Regions from separate parts of the Zea mays genome. Here all the other regions are linked to region 3. A link is a contact called in public Hi-C data. All regions are on one chromosome and are shown on one strand. Each heading gives the region's core, a stretch centred on a gene start, on an enhancer-like site or on the middle of the called end of the contact. The rest is flanking DNA. Distances are from core to core; before and after follow the strand shown. Region 1 holds the start of LOC103643760 (crooked neck-like protein 1). Region 2 has its middle 10 kb from the start of LOC109943777. Region 3 holds the start of LOC109943776 (ocs element-binding factor 1-like). Region 4 holds the start of LOC100283040.

Region 1 (3,654 bases), core at 456-2,955, 170 kb before region 3:
AAAGTTGCCCAGATAAAGCTCAATTTCAATATATTTCTTGAATATCTTGCCCTTTGGGGCCATTCCAATTGCATTTCCAAGAATTTGTCTTGCAGCCTTTAGATTTCTCTGCCGTATCTCAAACTGGGCCGCCATGAGCCACATCTTTGCAAACGTGAATTTCTTGTGAGGAATCAACCTCAGGCATTCCTTGTAAACCTCTCTTGTCCGTTCTCTGTCTTGTGCGTCTAGCTCCTCATAGAGTGCATAGTTAATCCAGAGGTATATGTACCTCTGCCAGTATCGCTTCTCCTCTGCAGGGGGCACGTTGGCAATGGCCCTCTCGTACACCTCCCTGATCCTGTCCTTATTCCCAACACTCTCCTCCAGCCTGATATAATCAAACCATGAGTCGTAGTTTAGTGGATTCTTCCTAACCTCATCCTCGTACTGAAATCTCCTCTTGCCCACAATGGCATCTTCTATTCCCTCACGGTCACCAAACTGTTTCTCAAATGCAAGAAACTTCCTATACAGTTCCTCAGCACGACCCTTGGGCACCCTGTCTAGAGCATACTTGTATATTGCACGTGCTCGCTCGACCTCGCGGCACCTCTCCTCAAACTCTGCAAATGCCACAAATAACACTTCAGCATCCTCATCATCAGCAAGCAGGTCTGCTGCACGCTCATACACCCGCCGTGCCCGCTCGACCTCGCCGAGCTTCATCTCAAACTTAGCATAGCGGATGAAGGTATCTGGCCTTGGGTGCTCAGCTACAAACCGCTCATAGATAGCCCTGGCACGCTCGACCTCCCCGTACCGCAGCTCAAACTTGATGTAAGAATTCCAGCCGGCTGTGTCGGGTCGCCAAGACATCCAGCGCTCGAACACCTGGCGCGCATTGGCAACTGCACCAAGCAGCTCCTCCATGTGGATGTACTTGTACCAGAGCTGATCCACCCGGGGGAGGAGCGACACCGCGCGGTCCCAGACATTCCGGGCATGGTTGACAAACCGGTTCCGCATCTCGAATTCAGCATATTTGAGCCAGAGCGTGTGGTCGCGGTGGGCGACGTCGAGCGCGCGCTCGTAGACGGAGCGCGCGCGCGCGAAGTCTCGCTGCTGCTCCTCCCACCGCGCGTACTTGACCCATGCCGAGACGCTCCAGCGCACGCGGCGGATGACGTCCTCGAACTCCTTCCGCTTACGGAGGCGGTAATCGGAGAGCTCGTGGGGGTCTGTGATCTTCTGTTTGGGCGGGCGGATCTCAGGCTCCTGCCTCTCCCTGGCCTCCCGGAGGATCTGCTCGGCCGTAATCTGGATCGGCGCGGGGGTCTTGTTCTTGACCCGCGTTGCGCGGGGTAGCTTGACCTCGGTATCGCGCTTGGTGAGGAAGCCGAGGCTGGGGTCGGAGGCGGACGGCGCCTTCGCGGGATCCCCGCCGCCGGCGCCGCCCCGTGTAGTGAGCGCCATGACGTATTAGGGTTTGGGGTGGAGCCGGGGAAAGTAACGGGATAGGGGATTGGGAAGGGAGGGAGAACACGGTGCTGCACAATCTGCTGAGACAGTTGAAGGAGGGAGGCGGTTACAAACTTAACGGGTTTAGAGTTTAGACACAAAAAACCAAAAAAAAAATTATGAGAGAGATAAGTAAATCCTACATTAGCAGCGAAGAGCTAACTATTAGAGCAAGTATAATAACGGACTATAAAAAGCTAAATGTTGAGTTAGAAGGGAGAAAAGGAGAAGCGGTTTGTTAACTTATAGCCGATTAAAACACGAGAACCCAAATGAGAGAGATAAGTGGGTCAAACATCAATAACGAATAGCTAACTATTATATGAGTGACCTAAGAGATTGGTTGCAACAACACTTGTAGCGCAACCGGCTATATTATTAGCCTTGCTCTTATACAGATAAGATTGAAAGGGAAATGACCTTAAAATCATCTCTTATATTTTGGTGCTTGATGACCTTCACAACCATTCAGACTAACTAGTTTGCATCGTATCTGATTCACGGGTTCATAAGTGTCGGGGACCATAATTAGGGGTACCCTCAAGGCTCCTAATTCTCAGCTGGTAACCCCCATCAGCATAAAGCTGCAAAGGCCTGATGGGTGCGATTAAGTCAGGGATCGGTCCATACGAGGGACCCGATCACGCCTCGTCCGAGCCTAGCCTCGGACAAGGGCAGCCGACCCCGGAGGATCTCCGTCTCGCCCGAGGCCCCCCTCCAACGGCGAATGTGTTCCCGGCTCGCCCGAGGCCCTGTCTTCGCTAAGAAGCAACTCTGACCAAATCGCCACACCGACCGACCAAGTCGCAGGAGCATTTAATGCAAAGGTGGCCTGACACCTTTATCCTGACGCGCGCCCCCCAGAGCCGAAGTGACCGCCGTCACTTCGCCGCTCCACTGACCAGCCTGACAGAAAGACAGCGCCGCCTGCGCCGCTCCGACTGCGGTGCCACTCGACAGAGTGAGGCTGACAGGCAGCCCGGCCCGGTCGAAGGCACCATAGGAAGCTCCGCTTCGCCCGACCTAGGGCTCGGACTCGGGCTAAGTCCCGGAAGACGGCGAACTCCGCCCGACCCAGGGCTCGGACTCGGGCTAAGTCCCGGAAGACGACGATCTCCGCCTCGCCCGACCTAGGGCTCGGACTTGGGCTCAGCCCCAGAAGACGACGAACTCCGCTTCGCCCGACCCCAGGGCTCGGACTCCGCCCCGGCATCAGCCGGCGACCTCCGCCTCGCCCGACCCGGGGGCTCGGACTCAACCTCGGCCACGAAAGACAGACTCGACCTCGGCTTCGGAGGAGCTTCCACGTCGCCCAACCTAGGGCGCAGACCAGCCACGTCAACAGGAGGCACCGTCATCACCCTACCCCGAGCTGACTCGGGCCACGGGGAATAAGACCGGCGTCCCATCTGGCTCGCTCCGCCAGATAGGCGATGATGGCGCCCTGCATACTCTGTGACGACGGCGACTCTCAGCCCCCTTACGGAAGCAAGAGGACGTCAGCAAGGACTCAACAGCTCCGACAGCTGTCCCTCCGCCAGGCTCCATCGCTCCTCCGACGGCCACGACATCACACCAGCTGGGTGCCAAGATCTCTCCGGCTGCCACAACGGCATGTACTTAGGGCGCTGGCTCTCCCTTGCTAGACACGTAGCACTCTGCTACACCCCCCATTGTACACCTGGATCCTCTCCTTACGCCTATAAAAGGAAGGACCAGGGCCCTCTTAGAGAAGGTTGGCCGCGTGGGGACGAGGACGAGGTACGCGCTCGCTTGAGGCCGCTCGCTCCCTCTCCCGCGTGGACGCTTGTAACCCCCTACTGCAAGCGCACCCGACCTGGGCGCGGGACGAACACGAAGGCCGCGGGATTCCCACCTCTCTCACGCCGGTCTCCGGCCGCCTCGCTTTCCCCCCTTCGCGCTCGGCCTCGCGCTCGACCCATCTGGGCTGGGGCACGCGGCGACATTCACTCGTCGGCTCAGGGACCCCCCGGTCTCGGAACGCCGACAGTTGGCGCGCCAGGTAGGGGCCTGCTGCGTGTTGACGAACAGCTTCCCGTCAAGCTCCAGATGGGCAGTCTCTAGCAACCTCTCCAACCCGAGACGGTGCTCCGTTTCGGGAGTCTTGAGTCCGTGTCCCTCGACGGCAGCTAC
Region 2 (3,948 bases), core at 456-2,955, 140 kb after region 3:
TGACTTAATCGCACCCATCAGGCCTTAGCAGCTTTATGCTGATGGGGGTTACCAGCTGAGAATTAGGAGCCTTGAGGGTACCCCTAATTATGGTCCCCGACAATATAAAACAGCAGGTATGAACATATATAATTTGCAGAATGTAAAACAGTAAGGAGATGAATTAATTATACCCTCCCATGCGCTCCGATGATCTAGATCCTTGTCCAACTTCACTTGTCATGTCGTACTAGATGAAGATGCCAAGAACCTGCGATGAAGACAACGACGAACGTTGGGCAGTCGCGTAGACGCTCCCCAAAAACCTAATTGTCGATCCCCCGAGCAGGGTCTCAAACGGCAAGGGCTCCGGAGGCACCTGCCCTCTCGCCTCTCTGTGCGCGCAGAGCTACGAGATGGAAACACCCTCACTTGCGGCTCGACTTTGTGACTCTGAAATGGTTATGTTCGTGTGTACCGAGTGACAGGGGTGCTCCTCTATTTAAAGTCTCGCCGAGTCACGTCAAGAGTCGGTCAGCTAAAGGAGAAGAGTCTCGCCGAGTCACGTCATGAGTCGGCCAACTGAAGAAGAAGAGTCTCGCCGAGTCACGCCATGAGTTGGCTCGCCGACGCATGCGGCAGACGAAGAGACGGGTAACTGAAAGGTTAACCCGGAGTGAAAACTCACGCGGTTAATGAGTGCTAAAAATTAACACAACCACACCACGCCCGCTCGCCTCGCCTCGCCACGCGCGCGCGTGTGACACACCCTTGTCCATTTCTTGACTTCTCAAGTTATGTAGAATAAATCCCACCATATAAGTCAAGCCAAAAGACCCTTGGACTTACAATGTGATACTATTGGTATTCTCCACCATTACACACCATAGAGTTTATTTAATAAATAAAGATCCAACACTTGCTGTGTCCATATACGGGCTTCGCAGCTAGTAGAATATACGGCGCACATTTCGTGCCATGTACTGTATTGCTTTGCTCCTGCAGTCCTGCTAACGCTTGCCTTGGTCAGTTGGTCCGTCGTCGTGTGCACTGCAGATCGATGAAACTGTTGGCCAGCGCTGCATAGTAGAGGCGCCTGCACACTTCCAAGTGGACAACAGTGACAAGTCTCTCCCTAGTCGCCGCACAGGCACAGCGATAGAGCTAGCGTTACGGGCCGGTCGCACGGGCAGAATCACAGGTGGTGAGGTGGGTGATCGCAGGCGCGGGACTGTGCGTTTCGCAAACGGTGATGCACTACATTACTACGTGGTGCGCGCGCCCTGGCCATTCGTGTCCGCGGCTGCGTTGCGAGTATACTCTACTGATTGACTGGGTCGCCAGCACTGTAGGTTCAGGAGCTGGCTAGCTAGCTAGGCAAGGCACGACGAACAGTCTGTTGATGGAATTGCTTAGATGCAGATCAACCAACCTGCTGCACCGAGCGTCCGCGTGCTTTCTGTCCAATCCAATCCAAACTGAGCGTGCGTATACTCTTAAACAGTCTGTTGCTTGCGTTGCGTGACAGATCACCACCACAGGCGACGCGCCGCCGGAGGAACCAGACCAGGCCTTCTTCCTTCCACTAGCTCCCCTGAAGCCGCAGCCGGCAGTTTGTCGCTGCAGCAAGTGCAAGCCGCACCCAGTCGCTCCAGCGTGCAGCCAGAGGCAGAGGCAGCCTCGGATGCCCCTTCCGCAACCTCTCCTGGCGTACGTCCTGTTCCGGCCGGCCGGCCAGGCGTACGTCCCCACGCCATCTACGGCATGCACGTGCAGTGCAGACAACGGGGCACGGGATGAGTGACAAGGCCGCAACGAGTGCCGCGCTGCAGAAACAAACAAGACGACCCCGGGCCGGCAGCTTTTCCGCGGCCCACGGCGTACGACCGGCGCGGCCTGCAGCTGCACGCACGTCCAGAAGAGAGATGTAGGTGATCTGTCCGAATGAAAGAAACAATATTTTTATTTGGCGATAATTCGATCTATGTATAAGTGTTTTTATCTCTATAAATTAGAGGCTGTGCGACTGTGCCTTCGTCATCGTCATCGAAAACGCTCTCTCTGCATCAGGCATCAGCTGCAGCTGCCGAGAGACGTACGGCAGTCCGGCTGTCCTAAAACGATTCAGTTTTTTCGAGTATTCAACTATTTTTACTTTTAATAGAACATATACAAGAAAATATTTATATTTAATGTATATGATTACTACTGCTAGATGAATATTAAATTTACTTTTATAATAAATTTACTTAAATATATAAATATCAATTGTTGGATTAATGTGGGCTTGGCCCAAATTAATATTCAATAATAGTCAATGCTAATGGCCCACTTTAATGCTATGGTGTACTAATTATTTAGTACCATATTGGAAGCTCAAAGGACAAATCAATCAACTTAAATAGGTGGACCATTGGTGCATCTATTGAGAAGTTGAGAAAAAGATGAAGGACTGCCACACGCGCGCGCGCCGCCGCCGCCGCCGGCCGGGCCGTGGCTCGTGGTAGATCAGACCTTGGTCCGAATATTCCTTTCAAACGGTTGCGCATTTGCAAACAACACATTCCCGTCCCATCTTCTGCGAGCACAGAGAGAGTGGGAGAGCAGGCCTGGGGAGCGTCTTCGCGACTGCTCGCGTGATCTGTTTGTCCAGTTCGTCGCCTTCCCGAGTTGACGCGTCTCGTGTGAATGGAGCCACTGATGCCTTGAGCATCGGTCCCTCCGCTGGGTACACTCTGTTCTTCGTATTTGTGCATGTTTCATTGCTGTTTACTGCTTATGCGAGTAGTTATACACACATGCACATACATGTCATCACATATATCGCACTGTTTTTCTGGATTAAATTAAAATTAAAAATGCCTAACTTTCTAACAATCCAAAAATCTGATATTAGGCATTTTTCTGTTAGTGGTTTTGCTGCTGCGTTAAAACCAAGTGAACCTTTTGATGGGACGTTTTACAAGAGATGGCGTAGTAAGATGATACTGTGGTTGACCGCAATGAACTGCTATCACGCCGCACAGGGGAAACCCGAACAGTTCACTCCTGAAGAGGAGAGAATGTTCGACGTTGCCGATAACCTGTTTCGAGGCGCCGTGATTGGCGCTCTTGCCAACAAGTATGTTGATTCTTATCTAACGTGCACATCTGCAAAAGAGTTATGGGATGCATTAGATGAGAAGTTTGGTGTTTCTGATGCTGGTAGCGAGCTGTACATCATGGAGCAGCTATTTGACTATAAGATGGTGGAAAACCGTCCTGTAGTTGAACAGGCTCATGAAATACAGGCACTGGCTAAAGAACTCGAACAATTCCCATGTGTCTTGCCTGACAAGTTCGTGGCCGGCGGTATTATCGCTAAACTGCCACCTTCTTGGACGGACTTTGCTACCACTCTAAAACATAAGAGACAAGAGTTTAGCGTGGCTGAGCTTATTGGTTCTCTTGATGTTGAGGAGAGGGCGAGAGCAAAAGACACTCGTGGAAAAGGAGTTGAGACTTCTAGTGCCGATATGGTACAAAAGAAGAACTCCAATGCATCACATAATAATAAAAAGAAGAACAAGCAACAGAATGCCACGAAGCCCAAGCAGGCAGCCTCGTTCAAAAAGAAGAACAAAGGAGCTGGTTGCTTTGTTTGCGGGAGTACTGATCATTGGGCAAGCGCTTGTCCAGACCGCAAATTTAAGCAAGAGAAAAAACCAGCTCAAGAGAAGAAAACAGTAAACATGGTTGTTAGCGAGACTGCAGAAGGAACATCGGGGTATGGTAATCTTTTACCTACTGTTCTTTCAGTGTGTCAATCCCCTGAGTGGTGGGCTGATACCGGTGCTAATATTCATGTGTGTGCTGATATTTCTTTATTTTCTTCTTATCAGTGCAAAGGGACTGGAGCCTTGCTGATGGGGAACGGATCACATGCGCGTGTTCTTGGTGTTGGTACAGTCATTCTGAAGTTTACTTCGG
Region 3 (3,909 bases), core at 541-3,040:
GACTTTTTTATGTCTGTTTTACGATCCGTTTGTTTTATTGGTCTCGTGTGAATATTAGTAACATTTTCAAACATAAAATCACTGAATGGTTGATGTGTTTTTTTGGTTCGTTTCTATTAAAGTTAAGTGCTTAATTTTCATTTTTAAAAAACTGAAATTTATTGGTTCTCATTCACCTCCCCTCTGGTTGTCTATTCAAGCCTTCACAAAGCTTTGCCTTAGGAGGCTGAAGTGCATCCAGCGGCGTGACACGGACTGAAAACAAGGATCTAAAAAGATTCAATGACAAGGTATACCAAGTAGCAGCAATATGACGTAGTGTTAGACTCTTCTATCGTTTCGTCTTATTTGTTCCCTATGGTGTAGGTTTCCCACTCTTCATGTTTAGCTGTACATTGATAGAGTATATTTACATACCAATTGGTTGAGAGTAGTACCATATATATGCAGTGAGAAAACATGCAATCAAGGGAGGGCAAGAGCCTAGGTTTGACTTCATGAGGCTAGCTCCGCCACTGACTACCATGCATGGCATGCAATAGACGCTCTAGATCACTCTTCCTCCCCCACCCTCTCATACTGTCTCTTGGTATTTTTTATAACCATCCCAGTACATTTTATGTAGATTTTTAAGCTTTGGTTTTTATGCAGGGCCCAGTTTCTTGTATGAGATTCGTTTTCAGATCACACATGCATGAGATATTATCGAACCAGCAAAAGACCAGCATATTCAGCATGCGTAAACTATCATAATCATATCATTAGGATTGTCCTTCTCTCACCTCTAACCATATGCTATAGGACTGTTCACTAGAACGATCACATGCTGAACGAATCTGCTTTAGTCCTCAAGATAGCAAAGAACCGTGTGTTAGACTATATCGCCTCCTTCCTTCGTGGTTAAGTTTAAAATCCCTATTGTTTGGACCGTCTTCCATCGGAATCAACCACAGTACGTCCGGCACAAAAACGTCCCCCTCGCGGCCTCGCCGCAGCCTACCGCCCGCCGTATAAATCTCGGTAAAATATCTAGGCGCCGTATGTTAGGCGCCGTATGTAGTTGTGACGTAATGAATAATTGATAACGTTAAATTATGTTTGTTTTATTTCAAGTGTATCACACCAATAAATAATACCGACCTATTTAAATTTGTTACCAAGTATGAACCATTATCATTATCATTTATATTACATCTCACCATATTGTCTTTGTCATGTCATGGGCTTACGTTAATTAAATCCTTGAAATGTTTCGCTATATTTCTTTCATGCTCAAGAACCATAATATTTGTTACTCTTTTTAGTTAGATGGAACATAAATATAGAGACTTTTCAATAACTTGAAGTGTGTTCATGTAACGTGTACCTTACCACGCGCTACGTTTTTTGCTATATTGCTAGAACCAGGGCGACGCTATGTTGGTTTTATAGGGTGCAAATACAAACACCCCCCAACCATAAAATCATAATCTATAGATTTATTTAAAATTTCACTATATATACACTCCGTTTTGTATAGCTCATATATAGTTGCTTGCAACTTTAGGTATCTATTATTTTAACGAGACAATTTGTCCGTCGGTCTGTTCACCGAAGCCTCTCAAACTGCTGAGTCACAAAAGTGTGTGGATCGATGTATCTATAGCTACAACAAATAAGTGTGTCAGTGTGTGCATGTATTTATAGCTACCGCAAATTTGACGGAGGTACGTCTTACCGTATGGGTGCATGAATGTATATATGACATAGATGTGCAAATATTATGAATTGTACTGTTTTTTCCCCAAATTTTGCGTGGGTGCGGCTGTACCCACAACGTTGCATATAGTTCCGTCCAATTTCATTCATATGGGCTAGAGACTCTGGTATCTGGAAAACAAATCTTGCAAATCTACAAAAGGCACGCATTATCACTTAGCACTATACTGTATATGACTGCAACATGTAGAGTTGTAGACCCACACCACGAACGAAGAAACAAAGTACCAGGATGCCCTCTAAACCAGCTATAAATACCGCAGCCCTTCACTTGTTCCCTCCCTTTTCCCCGCCCTCTGATAAGCACATAATTACCATCATGTCCCTAATGGCCTTCTCAGCAGGTTACATGCCCTGCATCGACGACATCGACATGCAAGTCTTCTCGGCGACGGCAACACCGCCACCGCCGCCGCAGGTGGGGTTCGTATCCGACCCCACAGCCATCCCATTCCCAGCTCAACCTCCGGCGGCGACAGCCTCGCCCGAGGCCGAGGCCGACGCCGACGCGGGGGAGTCCGCCGACGAGCGGCGCCTCCGGCGGAGGATCTCGAACCGGGAGTCCGCGAGGCGGTCCCGCGCGCGGAAGCAGCGCCGCCTCGACGAACTCGGGGACGCCGCCGCGCTCCTGGAGCGCAGGAGGCGCGATCTGGCGGCCGGCGCGCAGGCCGCTCGCGGCCGCCTGGCCCTCGCCCTCCTCGCCAACGCCGGGCTGCGCGCCGAGGCCGCCGCGCTGTCCCGTCGGCTCGCGGCCGCCCTCCGCGCGCTCGACCTCGGTCGGCTGTACGCCGCGGCCGCTGCCGCTGCCGCCGGCAGCGTCGCCAGGCAGTTGGACATTGAGCAGACGATCGCCTCCTTGATCGCGTAGGAATTAATGCATTGGGCGTGCGGCGTGCACGATCGAGCTTGTTTGATCGGAGAACGGTGAACGCGAAATGTTGGTGGTCCTGAAATCACGTGTGTCTGTGTGTCTGTATATATATATATATATATATATATATATATATATATATATATATATATATATATATATATATATATATATATATATATATATATATATATATATATATATATATATATATATATATCATGGGTGAAAAGATTAATTAGTTCGCGACATGGTTTGGCAAATGATCGTCGACGATTATCAGTTTGGAGGGATGGTCAGCACTCAGCAGTCAGCACTGTTCGACGATCTGTCTACGTTCGATGCCCGTTGAACGGCTTAGGTCTGATGTGATGCCATGAATGTTGGTGGCATGGGGCCATAAATACATTCATGCGCACGCATATGCTCTGCCTATATGTCTGATTGTCTCCGTCTCGTTGTCTGGTGTGCTGATGAAATGGCAGACAGGCGGTGTCAAATGCTAACTTGTGCGTTAAAATAAAGCTCTGATGCTTTGGGTTGGGCGTGTAGCATCGTTTTCTTGCAAGATTAGCCGTTGATCGTGCGGGTGGACGGTCGCCGTCCGTCCCGTCACCACGTCGAAAGCGGGCGGGGCCGGCGTGCGTGCTTGCGAGCGAGTGCGATACGCCGTCGCCCTTCCGAACCGCTTCAGAGATTCGGTCTGGGTCGTGAGCCGTGAGGCGTGCGTCTCTCTCGCTTTCCGCAACACGGCCGCCACCATCCATTCATGTCATAGGGCCGACGAAATGGCGGGCTGACATGTGTGGCCCACGTACGAGTTTGGTAACTTGGCCCAATTGACAAGGCCTGGTTTGATATGGACTGGCCAAAGAAGGGTGACCATCAGCAACGATCGTCGCATGACTGGCCCGTTTGTTTCCCCCGCTTCTGCTTTCACGAGTCATCTTTCTACTCAAGTTGAAGAACGCTCTAACGAGGTACTAAAAACAATGCAACGAGTGAAAATGCATATAGCCTACGTATATATACACTACCGTATTTGGCTATTTGTCGAGTGTCATATTCTTTGCCGAGTGTTTTATTTCGGGCACTCGGCAAAGAGCTTGTAAAAGAAAACACTCGGCGAAGAAGCTCTTTGCCGAGTGTTTTATTTTTGACACTCGGCAAAGAGTTTCTTTGCCGAGTGTCTTTTTTTGACACTCGGCAAAGGGCTCTTTGCCGAGTGTCACAAATATAACACTTGTTTTTTCTCTAACACTAGGCAAAGACAATTTAAA
Region 4 (4,047 bases), core at 488-2,987, 220 kb before region 3:
TTATTTTGGATGGATTGATTTTTCAAATCAAGCACCCTTAATGACAAACTGACAAGTAGGCAAAGTATGCTTCTGTTTTTTTTAAACGATGCTTCTGAATTTCTTATCGAAGGTAATAGAGCGAAACTGAAAACTCAAGAGCTTGTTTAGAACAGATGCACTACCGGATCTAAGATTCAATGGGAAAAAAAAAACTTTTTGGCTAATAGTCCCTTCTACCAATGAGGCAATGACTATGTTTTTTGTTTAGATCTAGTGGAGGACAATTTTGGTGCTAATAGTCTCTTCTATTCTTGACCATCTTTTTTCTTCGTACAATTTTCACCAAGTCCACTAATTTTGTGCTAGCGAAGCGCCACTTGAGAGCTTCACCTTGATTCTGACCTTAGATCCACCAATTTGTTATATCTAGATTTCTTGGAGCAATACCATTTGGCCAACTTTTGAGTAGTACTATTTTTTTTCTGAATCTAGAATTTGTGCAAGCGGTCTAAACTTTTCCGAGAAAGTTAGCAACAATATGTACAGTTCACATGAACACCCTGATGATCGATCTACCAATATCTAGCCTAGATCAACAAAACAACGAAGAGCACGTGCTTCTAAACCGAACAAAAAGTGAAACGAGCGGTCGATCGAACGCCGTCGTTGTGTTCACGAGGTCTCGATGCCGGCTGCCGGCCGGAGCAGGTCGTACTTGGCCCAGACGGCGTCGAGCGGGCACGGCCTTCCGGCGTCGAGGCGGTCCCAGGGCTTCCCCTTGCCGCTCCAGTGCAGCAGGCTGACGGCGCCGGCGTGCAGGCCGCGGCAGAGGCCGCGGTAGTTGTCCCCGCCGAGGCCGTGCTGGTTCCATCTGTGGTCCACGGACGCGATCCTGCCGGCGAAGACGAGCAGGAAGGGCGGCAGCGAGCCCAGCTCGTAGATGCGCACCCGCTTCTGCAGCTCCATCCACTCCTCGATCTGCGCCGTGTATCCCGCGCGGCGCCAGCGCGCGAGGTCGAGCACCATGACGCCCGTGTTGAAGTAGCAGGCGCGGCGGCCGGCGAAGGCGGAGGAGAGCGCGGGGGACGCCCAGAAGCCCGGCGTGAAGTAGGCGGTGAAGTTGGCGCCGCAGTACTGGGGCGCCGCCACGGCCGTGCCCTCCCCCGGGAGCGGGGTGGCGGCGAGGGCGGCGATGTCGTCGGTGAGCACGACGTCGGAGTCGAGGTACACGACGCGGCGCACGCAGGCGGGCAGCGTGGACGCGAGGTAGGAGCGCGCGTAGTTGAGCGGGCGGTCCAGCGCGCCCCGGATGGAGGTGGAGATGAGCCCCGCCACGCGGGCCTCGTCGGCGAACGGGTACACCCGGAACGCCAGCGACGGGAACGACGCGCGCACCGTGGCCCTGAGCGCCTCCGCCGTCGCACTGGACCCGGAGGAGGCGGAGGCGATGAAGTGGAAGTGGATGGACTCCGGGCACGACGCGTGGCGCAGCACGGAGAGCACGGCCGCCATGGTGCCGCGCAGGTACGACGCGTCCAGCGTCATGGCGACGTGCACCGCCGCGTGCGGCGAGCACGCCGCGTCCGCGTCCGACGGCTGCAGCAGCGGCGGGCACTGCGCCGCCGCCGAGTTGGTGAAGTGCGGCGCCTCGCGGTACCGCGGCACGGCCGCCGCGGCGCCGGCGGCGCAGAGGAGCAGTAGGGCCAGAGCCAGAGGAGAGCGCGTCATCTTGGTTGTTCGCGTGGTTGGATTGGATGGAGAGCGCGTGTACCGTGTCTGTTATATATACGGGTGGAGTGATAGACTGAGAAGCCAGAACGCGTTCGGTGTCAAAGGTGGGTCAGAGGCGAGGCTTGCGGGGCTACGGCTGACTGAGCAAAGCGTGTGTTGGGAGCTCATCTGAACGCGTCAAACAGAACAGCAAAAGTGACCGAAGTGAGTTAAAATATCCGTGTAATCTTTCCAAAGTTCACAGCTACGTACTACTTTGTGACGGCGAGAGGTTTAGGCGACCTGTAAAATCCCATGCCACCGCGTGAAAGTAATCGACGATGGTGCGTTGGCAAAATTCACTCCATATATGTGGACGGATACGGGAGGGATTTGAAAGAACTACCGCTGCGTTCTTTTTTGGTGATTTAGTGCTGCATTGGCTATCGAAATCATCTTAAAGCAAAAGCTCAAAACAGATTGGGATTAACATAGTCAGTGGAGGGTCCATGATGTGTATGCGTCCATTAAAATTCGTGTGGCCCCTCGTCTTGTGACCACAGTGCACCACGACCCTCATTTTTATTTTTATTTTGAGCTGCTGTTGCTGCTAGTACTAGTACTAGTTTTAGCCTGTGGTGGTGTCCCCTGAGCTGCCAGTGTCTTAACCCGACTACTACTAGGTTCGTGATCGGAGTATTTTGAATAAATACGCCGCCGCCGGCCACCGCCCGATTTTCGGAAGCACAATGACGGCATGCATGTGACGCCCACTTGGCTGAAATTGCTCGCAGGATTTTATTCCGCCGTCTACAACTACAAGCTCTCTAACTCTGTCACCGTGTAGAGCAGGATTTTTTAAAAAACAAATAGTTGTCGGTGAGCGAGATTGCGAGAACGCAAGATGACTAGTAGTATTCTGCTGATTGATGATTCGTGTCGGGGTCCCACTGGACTTGTGGGCCCTCTGGAGGACGTGACGCGTGGCAGCATGTCGCCAGATGGGGCCCAGGCCAGCTCCACCGGCAGCTGCCTCGATGTCGGTGCTCCGCGCACGCCTGAGATGCGATCGCGAGCGTGGAGCACCGGGCACAGGCTGTACACTACTAGTACTACTGACTTTGCACTCTGTACTGCGCGCGCGCGGCAAGCAATGCCGCAGCATCTTCTGCGTGCGAGGGAGGGGAGGGAGAGACTGGAACTGGATCCGCGAGACTTTTTTTTGAGCTCCTCGCACGAGACGAATCGAGTGCCAGTGGTGCGGCGATCTCAAAATCAGCCTCGGATCGGGCGGGGCTCGCCGGCCGCTCGCGGCATTTCCGATGTGTGCTTTGAGCCACCTCTGAAATTTTGCGCCGAGAATCAGGCCCCAAGAGTCGGCGCGCACACTGGCTCTTCCTTTTGTGACCTGTTTCCAGCGATCTTAATAAAAAAATTTTCTTCTTGAAAAAGAGAACCTTATTTTTGCTCCGAATTATTCATGTTTATTTATATAGGTTCTAAAGTCTGTCTCAATGCTATAAATTACAGTTAGTTTTTATATTATTTAATCTCTGTAGTAGAAATTATATTCTCAATAGATAGTTCTATAAATGATCGATCGTTTGTTCAGTTACATGTCTTTCCTTCCGTTTTTTTAAGCTCCCCTAACCTGCGAAGCTGACCCTCCCATAGTGGTTCTTGTGTGCAACAATTGGGATAGAATCACCCAAAGGGAGTAAAAGCCTCTCGCCAATGTTCGTCTCATATAGTGCAGTGTCCCTAAGCAAAACAGTGATGTACAGGCACAATGCTGCAGACGCTGAGACAGCACACGAGTGTACAGTCCGTACTACATGTGAACCTAGAGAAGCATGCAGCATGCGGCAGGCCAGCACGCATCAACAGCTGAAAACCATCCAGATCTCAAGGAAACGATACCTAGGAGTACGAAAAATAGGACGGAGAGCATATTCACACACGTACTGCACCAGACTACAGGTCAATGTACCTCTCTGCTGCACCAAGTGTCCAAGTCATCAATTCGTATCTCTCATTATTTATGTGCAGTGACATAGCCAGGATTTTACTTTAGAGAGGGCTAACACATATACAACTATAATTATAATGTGAATAAATAGAATATATGTATATATATGATAATTAAATAATAAATAGTCATTTGTTATTACTTCCGTTCTCAAATATTTAACGTCTGCCAGTTTATTATTGAACTAAAATGTGGCAAATAAAAAAGAACGAGAAATATAAGCTAGTTTTTTTATTTTACCATAGATATACAACTATAAAGTAAAAAAAATTTTGTTAGAAGGCCATAGCCCCGCGAGCCAACCTTGTCTACGCCACTAATTATGT

Evidence for each region. Hi-C and Micro-C count contacts between places; a contact is called where the count stands out from the background.
Region 1: a contact with region 3 is called in a Hi-C map of tassel, with 2.1 times the contacts expected there. The contact joins the promoter of LOC103643760 here to the promoter of LOC109943776 in region 3. A contact is called at or near these places in 2 of 25 Hi-C or Micro-C datasets (ear and tassel).
Region 2: a Hi-C map of tassel shows a contact between it and region 3, with 2.5 times the contacts expected there. The contact joins the enhancer-like site here to the promoter of LOC109943776 in region 3. A contact is called at or near these places in 2 of 25 Hi-C or Micro-C datasets (ear and tassel).
Region 4: a Hi-C map of endosperm shows a contact between it and region 3, with 2.1 times the contacts expected there. The contact joins the promoter of LOC100283040 here to the promoter of LOC109943776 in region 3.

What each region holds. Positions count from the first base shown.
Region 1 is chr1:263,227,646-263,231,299 of Zm-B73-REFERENCE-NAM-5.0, forward strand. LOC103643760 (crooked neck-like protein 1) reads right to left here and starts at 1,706. Exons shown (of 4, transcript XM_008666928.3): 1 at 1-1,706. The coding sequence starts at 1,455.
Region 2 is chr1:263,540,691-263,544,638 of Zm-B73-REFERENCE-NAM-5.0, forward strand. No RefSeq gene overlaps it. Among protein-coding and RNA genes, the nearest start is that of LOC109943777, 10 kb to the right of the region's middle. Within about 2 kb of position 1,706, at least 17 of the 20 cell types and tissues checked have an H3K27ac peak or open chromatin away from gene starts, as enhancers often do. A contact at or near this core is called in ear and tassel, where this site is marked.
Region 3 is chr1:263,399,974-263,403,882 of Zm-B73-REFERENCE-NAM-5.0, forward strand. LOC109943776 (ocs element-binding factor 1-like) reads left to right here and starts at 1,791. Exons shown (of 1, transcript XM_020547271.3): 1 at 1,791-2,711. The coding sequence starts at 1,991. The coding sequence ends at 2,626.
Region 4 is chr1:263,181,234-263,185,280 of Zm-B73-REFERENCE-NAM-5.0, forward strand. LOC100283040 reads right to left here and starts at 1,738. Exons shown (of 1, transcript NM_001155942.2): 1 at 271-1,738. The coding sequence starts at 1,710. The coding sequence ends at 655.